Linked DNA regions of Arachis hypogaea: region 1 is linked to region 2. Evidence: chromatin contacts called from public Hi-C data. All regions are on one chromosome and are shown on one strand. The core of a region is the stretch at or near the end of the contact, and the rest is flanking DNA. Distances in the headings are between cores, read along the strand shown.

The links. A called contact is a pair of places that touch in the nucleus more often than the background predicts.
Region 1: a Hi-C map of leaf shows a contact between it and region 2, with 4 times the contacts expected there. The contact joins the promoter of LOC112716027 here to the enhancer-like site in region 2. A contact is called at or near these places in 2 of 8 Hi-C or Micro-C datasets (leaf and an unstated tissue).

The regions. Positions count from the first base shown.
Region 1 is chr10:96,188,215-96,194,625 of arahy.Tifrunner.gnm2.J5K5, forward strand. It overlaps LOC112716027, which reads left to right and starts at 4,011. Exons shown (of 10, transcript XM_025767867.2): 1 at 4,011-4,301; 2 at 4,401-4,518; 3 at 4,618-4,706; 4 at 4,791-4,846; 5 at 4,942-4,997; 6 at 5,704-5,797; 7 at 6,213-6,292. The coding sequence starts at 4,246.
Region 2 is chr10:96,150,531-96,157,335 of arahy.Tifrunner.gnm2.J5K5, forward strand. No RefSeq gene overlaps it. Among protein-coding and RNA genes, the nearest start is that of LOC112718788, 31 kb to the left of the region's middle. Within about 2 kb of position 3,456, at least 3 of the 3 cell types and tissues checked have open chromatin away from gene starts, as enhancers often do.

The DNA.
Region 1 (6,411 bases), core at 2,761-5,260, 38 kb after region 2:
GCAGCCCACAAGTAGAACGGGCCAGCTAACATTATTACAGGTATATTTGTACAATATTTATTGTTTAATTTACCTTAAACTTTAAGTAACTCATATAATTTTCTTAATGCATTTATATTTATTCTTAATTATCAAATACAATTCTCATCGCCTTCTTCTATTATGCTATTTAATATATTCTGTCGTAAAGAATTAGTATTAATGTTTTTTATTTCTAATCAATAAATGTTTTTTTTTTTCTGTTTCTCAAATATAATAATACAAACATCAAAATATTGCTTCAAACTCAGTTTGAATTATAAAATAAAAAAATAAATCGTCTAAATTACTCAAAATGGTTCAATAGTTCCATTCTTCTCTAATTAATAAGTCAAAAATATAAATAATAAATTATTATAAATTAACACAAATATTAAAAATAATCCGTAGCAATAAGAATAACAATAACATAACTCACTAATTATTTATTTTTAAATTCAAATAAATAAGAAGAGTTTAGTACAATTTTTTTATTTATTCTTTCATTAAAAACAAAATACATCAACATATTGAAAATTAATAAAATTTGTTCCATTTATTTATTCACAACATCACTGTTAAAATTTAAGATTTTGCATGAGAAAGAACATTGCTCTTGTCTATATAATATTTTTAAATTTTTAAATCATAAAAAAAATGAAAAATAAAAGAATGAGACAAAGAGAAACAAAATAATTTTAAATATAAAAATAAAAATAAAAATAAGAAGCAAAAAGAAGAGTGGCAAAATTATACTTAATTATGTGATTGAAAAAGAGAAAAGTATGTAACTTCTAAAATTTGTGACAAGAAAAATGAGTAATTAGTTGTTTAAATGTTGTTTTTAAATTAGTTAAACAAAAAAAATATTGAAAAAGAAGAGAAGAAAAAGAAAAAAAAGAAAAAAAAAAGATGAAGAACAATAAGAAGAGAAAGAAGAAAAAAAAAACAAAAGAAGAAGAAGAAGAGCAAGATAAAGAGTAAAGAAATGAGAGATTTAAGAGGAAAAAAAGATAGAAATATAGAATAAAAATAAAAGAGTATCTAAGAGGAGATTGGTATTGCAAAGAAAAAATTAACTTATAATTTTTTGATGAGAATAAAAAAATAATTGTGGAATAATAAAAATAATTATGAAAAAAAACATTAAAAAAATTGTATCCATTTTGTTAAAGTTCGTGTCCATGAAAGTCTTTCGTAAAAAAATAGACACAAAAATAAAAGAATTATTCTAAAGACATTGTGTTTAATATCTATATCTTTGTCTTTAAATATTTTTAGACATTTATTGTTTACGTCATTGTATTTTGTCTTTAAAAATAAATATAGCTCTAATTCTTTGGAATCTTGATTTTTTTTTTCAAAAAAAAAAGTGTTATCAATTTATTATAATTAAAACGAAAAACAAAATAACTAACCAATAATTATTTTATGAGTAAATTATTATTTTTACCCATTAATAATGAAGACGTTGACATTTTTATTTATAAAAGACAAAAATAAAAATTATACCTATCAAAGATCATAAAATTATCCAAACCTTAAAAAATATCTAAAAATCCTAAATTATCATTCTCTCTCTCTTTCTCTCTCTCCAACACTTGTAACACCAGCATTACCACTAACACTCTTCTCCATCACCACTACTACAATCACTATCGACACCGATGACTCCAAACTCATCATGTATTCAAATTCTCAAACTTGAAGAAGCTCCTTATCCACTCTATTATTACGCCATTCAATATTTCTAATCAATTCAAATAAAATCAAGGAATAGGAAACAATCACCAAACTCAAAAAATCAATCAAATATGGTAATATTAACTAATTCTTTTTTCTAAAAAAAAAGAAAAACAAAGCTACAAAAAATTCAAACTAGTAATATTAGTGAAGTGTGGTAAATTGAAACTGAATTGGAGGATTTGTTGGGAATGGACTAATGGCCTTCAAGGCGGTCGACACGAAAGGTGCTAGGGAGACTAATGTTGCACGAAAGGAAGAAGCGGAACTCGTTTCTAGTCATGTGAGTTGAAAGGGATTGTTTGTGATTCAGATGCTTATTTCTTTTGTTTTTTCTTAATGAAGAATTAGGGTTCTTTTCCAAAATCGTTTTAGAGGCAGCTTTTTATGGATATTGTCAAAACAGAGAAGAACGAAAAGTAAGTAAACGGAGAGAAGAATAAAGTGACAGCAAAGAGTGGCTACCGAGGAGAGTAGAGTGGCATCAACGAGACTAAAAGGCTTAGAAGATAAAAACTGTCGTGAGAGGCACGCAAGACAAGTGATGACAAGAGACACATTGACAATGCCGCCAGCGATATGGCAGCCGCGAATGAGGGGCGAAGTGGTGGTGGTAGGATTAATTGACATGGGAATAGGGTCTTGTTGTTTCTGTGGTGTAAAAGAAGAAAAATCCATGATTTTATTTTAATTGAATTGAAATATTGAACGGCGTGACAATGAAGTAGGTGAGGAACTTCTTCATCCTTGAGAATTTAAATAGAAGATGGCCTTTAACTTGGAGCCGGCGGTGTTAGTAGTAATAGAGTTGGGTGTTGGTGGTGTTACTAACGGTGATGATGAAGATTTAGAGAGAGAGAGAGAGAGAATAATGTGGTGACGATGCTGATGGTGATGGAAGAGACAAAGTAATTTAGAATTTTTGGGTGTAGATAATTTTATGATGGGCCTAGGAAACAATGATTCTCTTGAACAACATGAATATCCATCAATCAAATATAAGTATACTACATTCTAATTTAATGCTACTTATTAAATTTATTCTTTTAATCCTATTAATTCATATTGTTCACACATTATTCAAGAATGTTATTAGTTACCTATACTTTTTTTTATGATACAAAACCAATCTTTCATATATATAATTTTAATTTTTGTCTTTTATGAATAAAAATGTCAATGCCTTCATCTTTTATAAATAAAAATAATAATTTACTCTTATTTTATTAATTATATGTTGATATAAAGATTGTTGCTATTTTTTTCAAAAAAAAAAAAAAAAAACAAAGCTGATGGTGTATTAAAAAAATATAATAAAAATGACAAATTATTTATTAAAAAGATTAGAGTAAAGTATCGTTTTTGTTTTAAACGTTTGGGGTAAGTCTTAAAGTTGTCCTTAACGTTTCAAATCGTCCTATTTAAGTCCATAACGTTTCAAAACTGGCTCAATGTTGTCCTACCGTCAAGAATCCGTTAATAGAATTGACAACGGGACAAGATTGAGACGATTTTAAAACGTTAGGGACTTAAATAGGACGAAAATGTTGGGACAAAAAAGATATAGAAATAAATTTTAATTTTATTCTTCAATAATATCAATTTTTACTATACATAGTATTCAATTATTTTTTAATCACATCTAAGTAAATTATACTTAATCATATTATTTTCATTTTAAATAAATTAATTTTTTTATAATTTTACTTTTAAAGATTTTTAGTTATCATGAAATATTTGTAGAATGACTAGTGTATAAACTTGTAGAAAAAAAATAATATATATAATAAAATATAAATTATACCTTTTGTCTCTAATATATCAAAATTCTTTAAAATTATAAAAAAATAAATTTATTTAAAATGAAAGTAATGTGATTAAATGTAATTTATTTAGATGTAATTAAAAAATAATTGAATATTATGTACAGTAAAAAAATTAATATTATTAAAAGATAAAATTAAATTAAAATTTATTTTTATGTATCATTTTTGTCCCTAATATTTTCGTCCTATGTAAGTCTCTAACATTTTAAAATTGTCTCAATTTTGTTCTGTCAATTCTGTTAAAGAATCTCTATTGACAGGACAACATTAAGTCAAATTTAAAATATCAAGATAAATAAGACAATTGAAATATTAAGGACAACTTTGACTTGTCCAAGGGGCAAAAATAATATTTTACTCAAAAGATTAGGGCCAACACTTTTAGTTAAAAAAAATGTAGTAATTGGGCATGGTATTTTGTTTGGGTTGGGCTTATAGGAATTGGTAATTACTAATTAGTTAGCTGGAGAAGGCGTAGTGAAAATGAATGAGGCTGGAATGAAGCCACATATGGTTAGAGACGTGGCAGAAATTAGAGTAGCCATGTGTTCCTCTTGCTTCCTGCTCTAATGCTTCTTCTTCTGCTTCTGCCTTGGTTTACTCTGATTTCAAAACCCAAGCAACGAATCCAGCAAGTGCAGCCACATTCGAGGTTCAAATGAGGACATTAGTCTCTCGATTGATCCATTCCAACCCTTCCTTTTCCAGGCTCAAGTCTCTTCCTCTCTCCCTTTTCCCTATTTGGTTCCACACCGATGCAATTCGCTAATTTATTATTTCTATGCTCACTTGTGTGCTTGTTTTTCCTTCAAGTGTAACTGCCTCGTCAAAGATCGCCAGAAGTTTCACCACCGATTCCAATCAGGTTGATGAACCCTTCAAGGTCGAAGAAGCTGAAACGGTAAACATACCTCCGCCCCCAACAGACAAGGTATTCATTCTATTCTACTACCGGCATTTATTTTCACTCTATTTTTACTTAATTTCGTGTGTGTAAGTTTAACCTAATCTGTACTCAATGCAATTCAAGTTACTTGTGTTGGGAGGCAATGGATTTGTTGGCTCACATATTTGTAGAGAAGCCTTAGATCGTGGTTTGTCCGTTGCCAGTCTTAGCAGGTTCCAAATCCCACTTTCATTCCCATTAGAATTGTTTGTTTGGTGCAATTTCATGCCACTCACTTTGTGTTTTACTTGTTGCAGGTCTGGCAGGTCATCCTTGCATGATTCATGGGCTACCAATGTCATCTGGTATAAAGGTCTGCTGTTCACTTTCTTTATTTTCCTTGTGGACTCTGCATTTTTCACGGTGCTATTATGGGCTAATATATCTCAATTGTTTTTGTGTAAACAGGGAACCTCCTTTCGGGTGATTCGTTGAATGAAGCTCTCAATGGGGTCACTGCTGTCGTAAGTTTTCACTTATCTTGTTAAAATGCCTAGTAAATACAGATAATCATAAGTAAGAGGAAGCTCAAAGCCAACTCATCTGTTTGGTGCGAATCACCTCTGTTTTGATCAATTTTTTATAGCAGTGTGGCTCAGATATCCAATACCAACCACTCTAGTTTCTAAACAGAGAAATATGTGCAGTTCTTTTTTTATATTCAAGTGTTTATTTGAGTCCTGGAGAAACAGTCTTGTTGTCTCTGTGTGATGTCAAGATCACGGGTTCAAGTCCTGGAATTAGTTACACTGATGTAATTATCAGTTAGGATACCTATATTACACCCTTTGGATGCAGTCCTTTCTTGGACCCTACCGCATTAATGCGGGATGCTTGTGCACCGGGCTGTCCTTTCTTCTTGTAAAAGGATTTTCTATTGTAGGGTGTAGCAAACTATTAGACACAACTGAACAGTTTTAGAGGATGTGTAACTAAGTACGAATACAATCGTGAATCACAATAATGGGGTGTGAGTAGTGGGTCCTGACTTTTGATAGCAAAGGGATGGGGGAAGCGGGTATAAGTAGTACTCTTAAAAAGAAGACGAAGATGCTCATAGTTTGAAATGGAAAGGAGAAGTAAATGTTTGTGATCATGCTTTATCTTTTTCTTCTTTGGTTTTCCTCATGATTCATAGGTTCATTGTGCTAATTATGTTTCTTTCCTAAGATCTCATGTGTTGGCGGTTTTGGCTCCAACTCATACATGTACAAAATTAACGGAACTGCTAACATCAATGCAATTAGAGCAGCTGCAGATCAAGGTAATTGAAGATTCAAAACATTTGTCATTTTTGATATACTTTTATGTTCTTGCCAACCTTATTTTCTACTACTATTGCTTTGAGTAGCTGGGTCAATGCCCATGAAATGCAAATATCTTTCTCTTGAGCTTAGAATAAGAATGAATGCTACATTCCACTTAAAGAAACATAAATTGAAATGAAAATGATGTACTATTCACAATTGAACTCCAACAGAAGTATATATACATAACAGTTATTTAATCTTCAACAGATATCAGGGGTTCACTTTCATCCAATTTCCTATCAGTTACATATATTTTTGCAGAAACTGCTTTCATTATTTGTGGTTGGCTAACTATGCAGTAGTTTTATTTTCCATTTTCAGAGTCCATGTTACTCGTTGTTCTTGGATGATTTATGCGTGGTTTTGCAGGTGTTAAAAGATTTGTCTATATCTCTGCTGCTGACTTTGGCGTAGTTAATTTCTTATTGCGGGGTTATTATGAAGGAAAGGTAATATGTCCAACTCTTCATCATCAAGTATATTTTGAGGAACATATCATCCATTGAAGAAATTTGCCAGAAACTTTTTTTCCTTGTGGTAAAACTCCACTGAATAAAATAAAACATAT
Region 2 (6,805 bases), core at 2,206-4,705:
ACAAATCCTCATGCAATTCTGCAATCCCAAATATATCTCCCTAATAAATCGATGGTTAAGTTTCTCCCAAAGCTCATATGTATCATTACATTATATGACACTGGGTAATATTTCAGCACTTATAGAGGCATAAAGCCAAGACAATAGAAAAGTATCCCAAGCCTAAAGTGTTGGATCCGTTTGATATGATTTTCACAGATTTCCATCAATAAACATAATCTTGTTTTTTTTTTTTTGATAAAAATCTATATCGATCTGTCCCAAACATAATAGTTCTTAGTGTTCAGAGGAGTAGTTGTTAAAGAAATACCTGGATGCTCACTTAAATTCAAAATATACGAACTCATTGGATCTTGCATAAGATTCACATTGGATCGAGAAGTATGTGTTTGAATCGTTGAGAAATAGTTCATCAATCAACCAAAGGTCTGATAACTGTTCGTTGAAAAACCTTGATTTTAATCTAGATCTAACTCATCACTTCATCATCACATGTCATGGTTGCTGTTAGCGAACCTCCACACTAGGAGTCACCTGTCACAAAGATCACGAAGAACATAACCTCTCAAAGCTCGATATTCACACGTCCACACTCACCGCACCATGTGAAAACTCTGGTTTGGTGTAAACTTTGTGAAGTGAGAGTGGAAAAGGGAAGACAGTTCAGAGATTAGTGAGATTTAGAAAATGAAAGAGTAAGAAGAATAAGTCTCAATATTTGAAATTACACTGATGCGTGAGCATCTTCTCTATATTTTTCTAGTGAATTTGCATTCAAATTGTTGAGTTTAATCAAGATTTAAATATCTTTTAGCCACTATAGATGCTACTTTGATTTGTGTGCAATTCTATTTATTTCAGACAGCATTCGGATGGATTTGACGGAGTTTTGTAGCAGAAAAAGAAGAAAGCGAATGATGTTGTCAACCCCGACCTCCTTGCACTCAAACAAAAATAACCTGAGCTACAGAGGTCCAATTGACGTAATTTCAAAGGCATTGGAAAGCTAACTTCTAGAGCTTTCCAACGAGATATAATAGTATACCCTTTTCTTTCATTTGATTCGGCCTCCTCCACACTGAACTTGAGGATCTCCAAATTCAGTGTGGACTCAAAGGAAAAACCAACGAAGAAGCCACTGCCTCCTCCACGCTGAACTTGGAAATTCTCAAGTTTAACGTGGACTCAGGAACGCACCAAAGGAGACACTGCCTCATCCACGCTAAACTTGAGAATTTCCAAGTTTAGCGTGGATCCTAATAACCCAAGTGGTCCCCAGACACTCATACAAGGCTGCGCATGAATCTTATTAATTTTGATTGCATTTTTATTTTATTTTAAAATGAGAAAATATATTATTTAGTTTTAGAAATTATAATTTACATTAATTAGAATTAGATATAAAAGGAAAAAGAATCAACCCTTCGGGCTCGGCTCTTGGACCTCATTCCACAATTTACAGTTTTTCTGAATCCTAGTTTTCTCTCTGAACCATGAGCAGCTAAACCTCCATTGTTAAGGTTAGGAGCTCTGTCTATTGTATGGATTGATAATATTATTTTTCTATTTTAATTTATGTACTTATTTATGTTTCAAGAATTATTTTCGTTCTTTATCTTATGAATTTGGGTGGAACGAAAATATGACCCTTATTCTAATTGAATTCTTGTATAACTTGGAAAAGCTATTTATTTGAACAATAGATTGAAAACATATTCTCCTAAATTTCTAGTTATCTGGACTTAACGGGATACGTGACATATAATCCTCTTATATTTGGGCATATAAACTAGAATTGAAATTCTAATTGGTATTAAGTGACCAAGAAATTAGCGATTGATGAATTTTAGAGGAGACTAAAAAGGTCTAAGAAATTAGGGTTTCGTCACAAATAGTTTTCCATGAATTAAATCTTGCATGATTAAAATAGTTAGTAAGAAAAGTCAATTCAGAAGATAGATATCTCTGAAGCCTTAACTGTTTCTCCATATATTATTCACAACTCATTTTACTGCTGCTTTCTAATATTCTGAATTTACTGTTAATGCTTTTGAACCTTCAAATACCATTTTTTGTTTGTCTAACTAAGTAAATCACTTAACCATTGTTACTTAGTCTATTAATCCTCATGAGATCGACCCTCATTCACTTGAGGTACTACTTGGTACGACCTGGTATACTTACCGATTAGTTTGTGAGTTATAAATTTCACACCATATACCTACAAACTTTATATACACTATATATATATTCTCACCTAAGGTACAGTTAACTAGCTAAACTAATTAAGTTACATGCTAACTAACTCTATACTAGTTGTACAATGATCTAACTAATTTTTTCAACTTGATTAAGCTACTGCTGAGTTAGCTTCTAGTTGCTTCTTCCTTGAACTACTATGATCTGTTACAGATGGAGGTAAAAGTCAAAAAGTTAAAAATAACAAAAATCTTAATAGGGGATGGAAAACTCATAAAAAGACCAGCTAGTGACTGCTTCTTTGGTTCTATTTCAAGCAAATTCTCCCCTTAATTTGAACACAACACTGCCTCCAATAACCTCATAATCAAGGGGACCCACAAGAAGAACCTGCAAAAGAAAAATCCATAATAATATAATCAAGTAGCTGCAGATGAAGATAAAGTTTGAAGGAGGAGAAGGAGGGAATAAATTAGGATTATACAACGAAGAGGGACTAAATTAGATCCAAATTTCAAAATTGCAGCATCCAGTATAGCAATGAAGTGTTACATCATTACTATGATTGATAACTCATAACCGGAAAGAGATTCAGGGACCATTATATTGCTCGGAGCTCAATCAGAAGGACCACTATAGTAAAATTAGAATCTGGATGATTAAATTGAGTAATAGCGTAAATCTCAGGGACTACTATAAGAATTTACTTAATTAATAATACTTGTAGATTATTTGATGAAATTATTTTTAAAAAATGATTGCAATAGTTATTGCATATAAGAATAAGTATCTAGTATTTTTTAAATATTTATTATATTACTATAAATAACTTTAATTATTCATGTATCTTAGATTATTTTAATAGTTAATTATTTAATTAAAAAATATAAATTATTATGTATATGTAAATATATATTAATTAATTTTTAGTATGCAGAAAATTTTTGAAATAATTGAAACTTTTATTCATTTTTTAATTTCTAAATAAAAAATTACTTTTTAATATTTTCAAAGATAATATATACATTTTAATTTTTATTTATTTAAATACTATAAAATTTAATTAATACTTCCAATCATTATTCATTATTTTTTATTGTTGAGGATATCTTTTTTTTTTTGACATGGTTGAGGATATCTTTAGAAGATAATAATCTATGTTTTTTTTTTTTTTTAATTGTTTTTGGGGAGGGGATAATCTATGTGGTTTACCATGTAATTCTTTAGATTGAAAAGTTTTGATCAGTTTGGGCTACACGGCGATGTGCTAAAAGGCTGACTCAGTGATGCTGAAATACAAAATTTGAAAAATTCCAGTTAATTGGGCTTTATAGGAATAAATATATTTTATATGAGCCCAAAACAGTTACAACTTTGACTGATTTGGAAGTCTGCCAACTCATGACCAAAAAAAAAAAGAAGTCTGCCAACTCAAGGCCTAAATGATAGGGGAGTCTGCCCAGCATAAAACAGGGGATCAGTTGATTGCACATAGTTTACTGTTCACATGCTTATGAGTGTGTATTATTGTACCTTTATTAAATGTACAAGATTACTTTAAATCAGGTCCCTCAAAAATAGAAAAAGATTAATCTCAAGTAATTCTTCATAACTTTCTTTATAATTGACCGAAACTTTAAGCCTGATGAAAGTATGACAAGAGATTTAGAGTCAAGACTTAACTTGGTATTTGGTCATTCTTACAAAAGATAACATAATTTTTCATTAAAATAAATATTTTAATTTTCAACATTATTAATTTAAGACAATACGAATTCTTGGTTAAAAAATCACCAAATTATAATAGAAATTGTTTTGGGAGAAGCAAAAGTTTTTTTATAATATGGAATGGGGTTTAAGCCCCTTATAAACTATTAATATAGTTATTTTTTAAATTTCTTTTTTCGGTAATGGTTAAGTGAAAAAGGACCATTAACAAAAATAATGTTATAAGAAAAGAAAAATGATTGTACTATGAAGATCTTTCTAAAAAGAAAAATATCATCGTAAAAGAAATGATAATATTGATAGTGTTGGTAGTCTTGTTTATAGTGTTAAATGAGACAATAATGATAATAAAATATGATTATATAATAAAAATAGTAAAAGTAGAAGTTTAATGATAATAATGTAAAAAATAATAGTATTAGTAGTGATAATTAATCTTATTACTGAACAAAGTTTTATGAATTTAAAATGCTTATAAATTATAAATAAAACTTTTACAAAATTAATTTTATATTATTTTATAGATTTGTTTTAACAAATAGTTTATATTATATCAAAATAATAATATTAAAAACCAAAATATTTTAAAGAAAAAAATCATTTTTTATGAAAATTTACCGAAATTGAATTGAGTCTTTATTTTTTACTTTGATCTTTTAAGAATGTGGAGGAATATGTAATTAGTGGGCAGAAGAAAAGTGTAATAGCTTGCAGTATAATAATAATAATAATAATAATAATAATAATAATAATAATAATAATAATAATAATAATAAAGTTAAAATGACTATACTAAAAATTCATTTACTTCAGGACACTTTGGTTGGTCTTTTGTGCTAAACAAAATTATATAATATTTTTTCATTTTAAAAATAAGCCTGTTTTGTATTTTTAAGTTTATTAAAAAATTAATATATTTAAATACTAAAAGAATGAAGAAACACTTATTTTAAAATAGAGAACACCCTAATATGGAATGCTTAATTTGACTAAAATGTGATGGATGAGTCATCAGTGATGAGTAGGTAGATTTGGTGTCGGTTAGCAGAGAAAATCAAATTGAATTGAGAGTATTAAATGATAATAAATGTCAGAGAATTGGTAAAATTATTATTTTTAGTCAATAATTAATTATTAATATTTAAAATTATAAATTAAAAATATATTATTAAATTATTAAAATAAAAAATTAAATTAATAACTAAAAATGTTGAACAATGACAATAAATTCTGATACTCTTTGAATTCTCAAATTATTAATGGAGGAGGCAGCGATGCGTAGCCGCGTAGCACGGACAACTCGTTGCTTAATGCTTTTGCTTGCTAAGCACACAACCATGTCCAATAACCAAATAACACGTGTCATTCATCCTTATCATCTCATGCTCATATTCGCTGACACACTGATACTCGTGCCACCATAACACATTACAAAGATATCGGTAATAGCAAAGAGTTAATGTTTTTAGTAAAAATATTATTTTTTTATATATTTCATGATTAACGATAATATATTAAAATAAATCAAATTTAAATAAATGTTATAGTGCTTATTATATTATACTTAAATTATTAAAAAAATAAATAATTTTTAAAAAATTTTATATAATTTATTTTTTATTTTAAATATTTTATTTTTTATTTTAAAAAATAAATTCAACCATTTAAGTATCATGACAAAAATATTATAAAACTTACCTAAAAATTATTACATTGAGAATCACGAAACATATGAAAAATTTTAATCTAAACCTTTTGCAATAAAATAAAATATTTTATATCCATAAAATAAAATCAGTTATTAGAATTAATTATTAATTAATATAAAATATATATGAAAATATAAAATATATATTAAAAATAAATAAAGAATAATAGGACCAGTAACTTTTGTGATTTATAGTCATTAAGTAATCATAAATAATATTTTTAATGATGTGATATTTTATTTAATAGTGTGAAATTATTAATTTTTTTTACTGATTACATACTGGCCAAAATTTAATAAAATTACTGACACTCTAGATTTTTTCAAAATAAATTAAATAATATATATTTATAGAAATACATAATAACTCATTTTAGTTGTTAATTTTAAAATATAATGGAATTTTTACAAGAAAATTCTGTCCTCAAATCTAAGATTATAATAACTTAATAAACTGATGGCAAATTGAAATAAAATTGATCTTGTAACGAGAACAGCGCAATGGAGGTAAAACACATTTGAATGTAATACGTAGATAAACTTCCAAAGTGTGATACATATTATGCAAAATCGTTCTAGCTGTCATTAGATGAAAAGAGAAAACCTCTCAAATCTAATTCATTTCAGCTTTTGAATTTGACTAATTTACAATTCCGAATCAAAGAAGGCACCGAAAAAGAAATAAAAAATGAAAAGAAGCTATATTATTATTCCTACTGGCTCTGTTGTGTCTGTAGCCGGTGCTGTTGATGTTCAACATTATTATTGTCCATTATTTCTTTCTGGGTTTTATCTTCATTGAGAATGTGTTTAGCAGAATTGTTATTAGTAGCGGGCCCCTGGTTGGGAGAAGAGGAGCATTTGGCGGAGGTAGGAGTGGCCAAGAAAGTAGGCTTATCGTGTCCGGCCATAATCACAAGAATCTTGTCTTCGTAAGGCTTCACTTGCTCCTTGTTGGTTCCTTCATCAGCTTCTTTTGTCGCCAGGTTCCTCTCCATGGAACTTTCTTGTTCTTCTTCGTGGTCGTTGGAATGAATGGCAGTTAGCTTCCAGAAAGAGCAGGCCAGGATGAAGAGGGCGAAGGCTATGAGGCCCAGCATGGCCGCTAGCCCTCCGAACAGGTAAGGAACCGGCGAGTGCCATGTGGACGTGGACGACAACGACGACGAA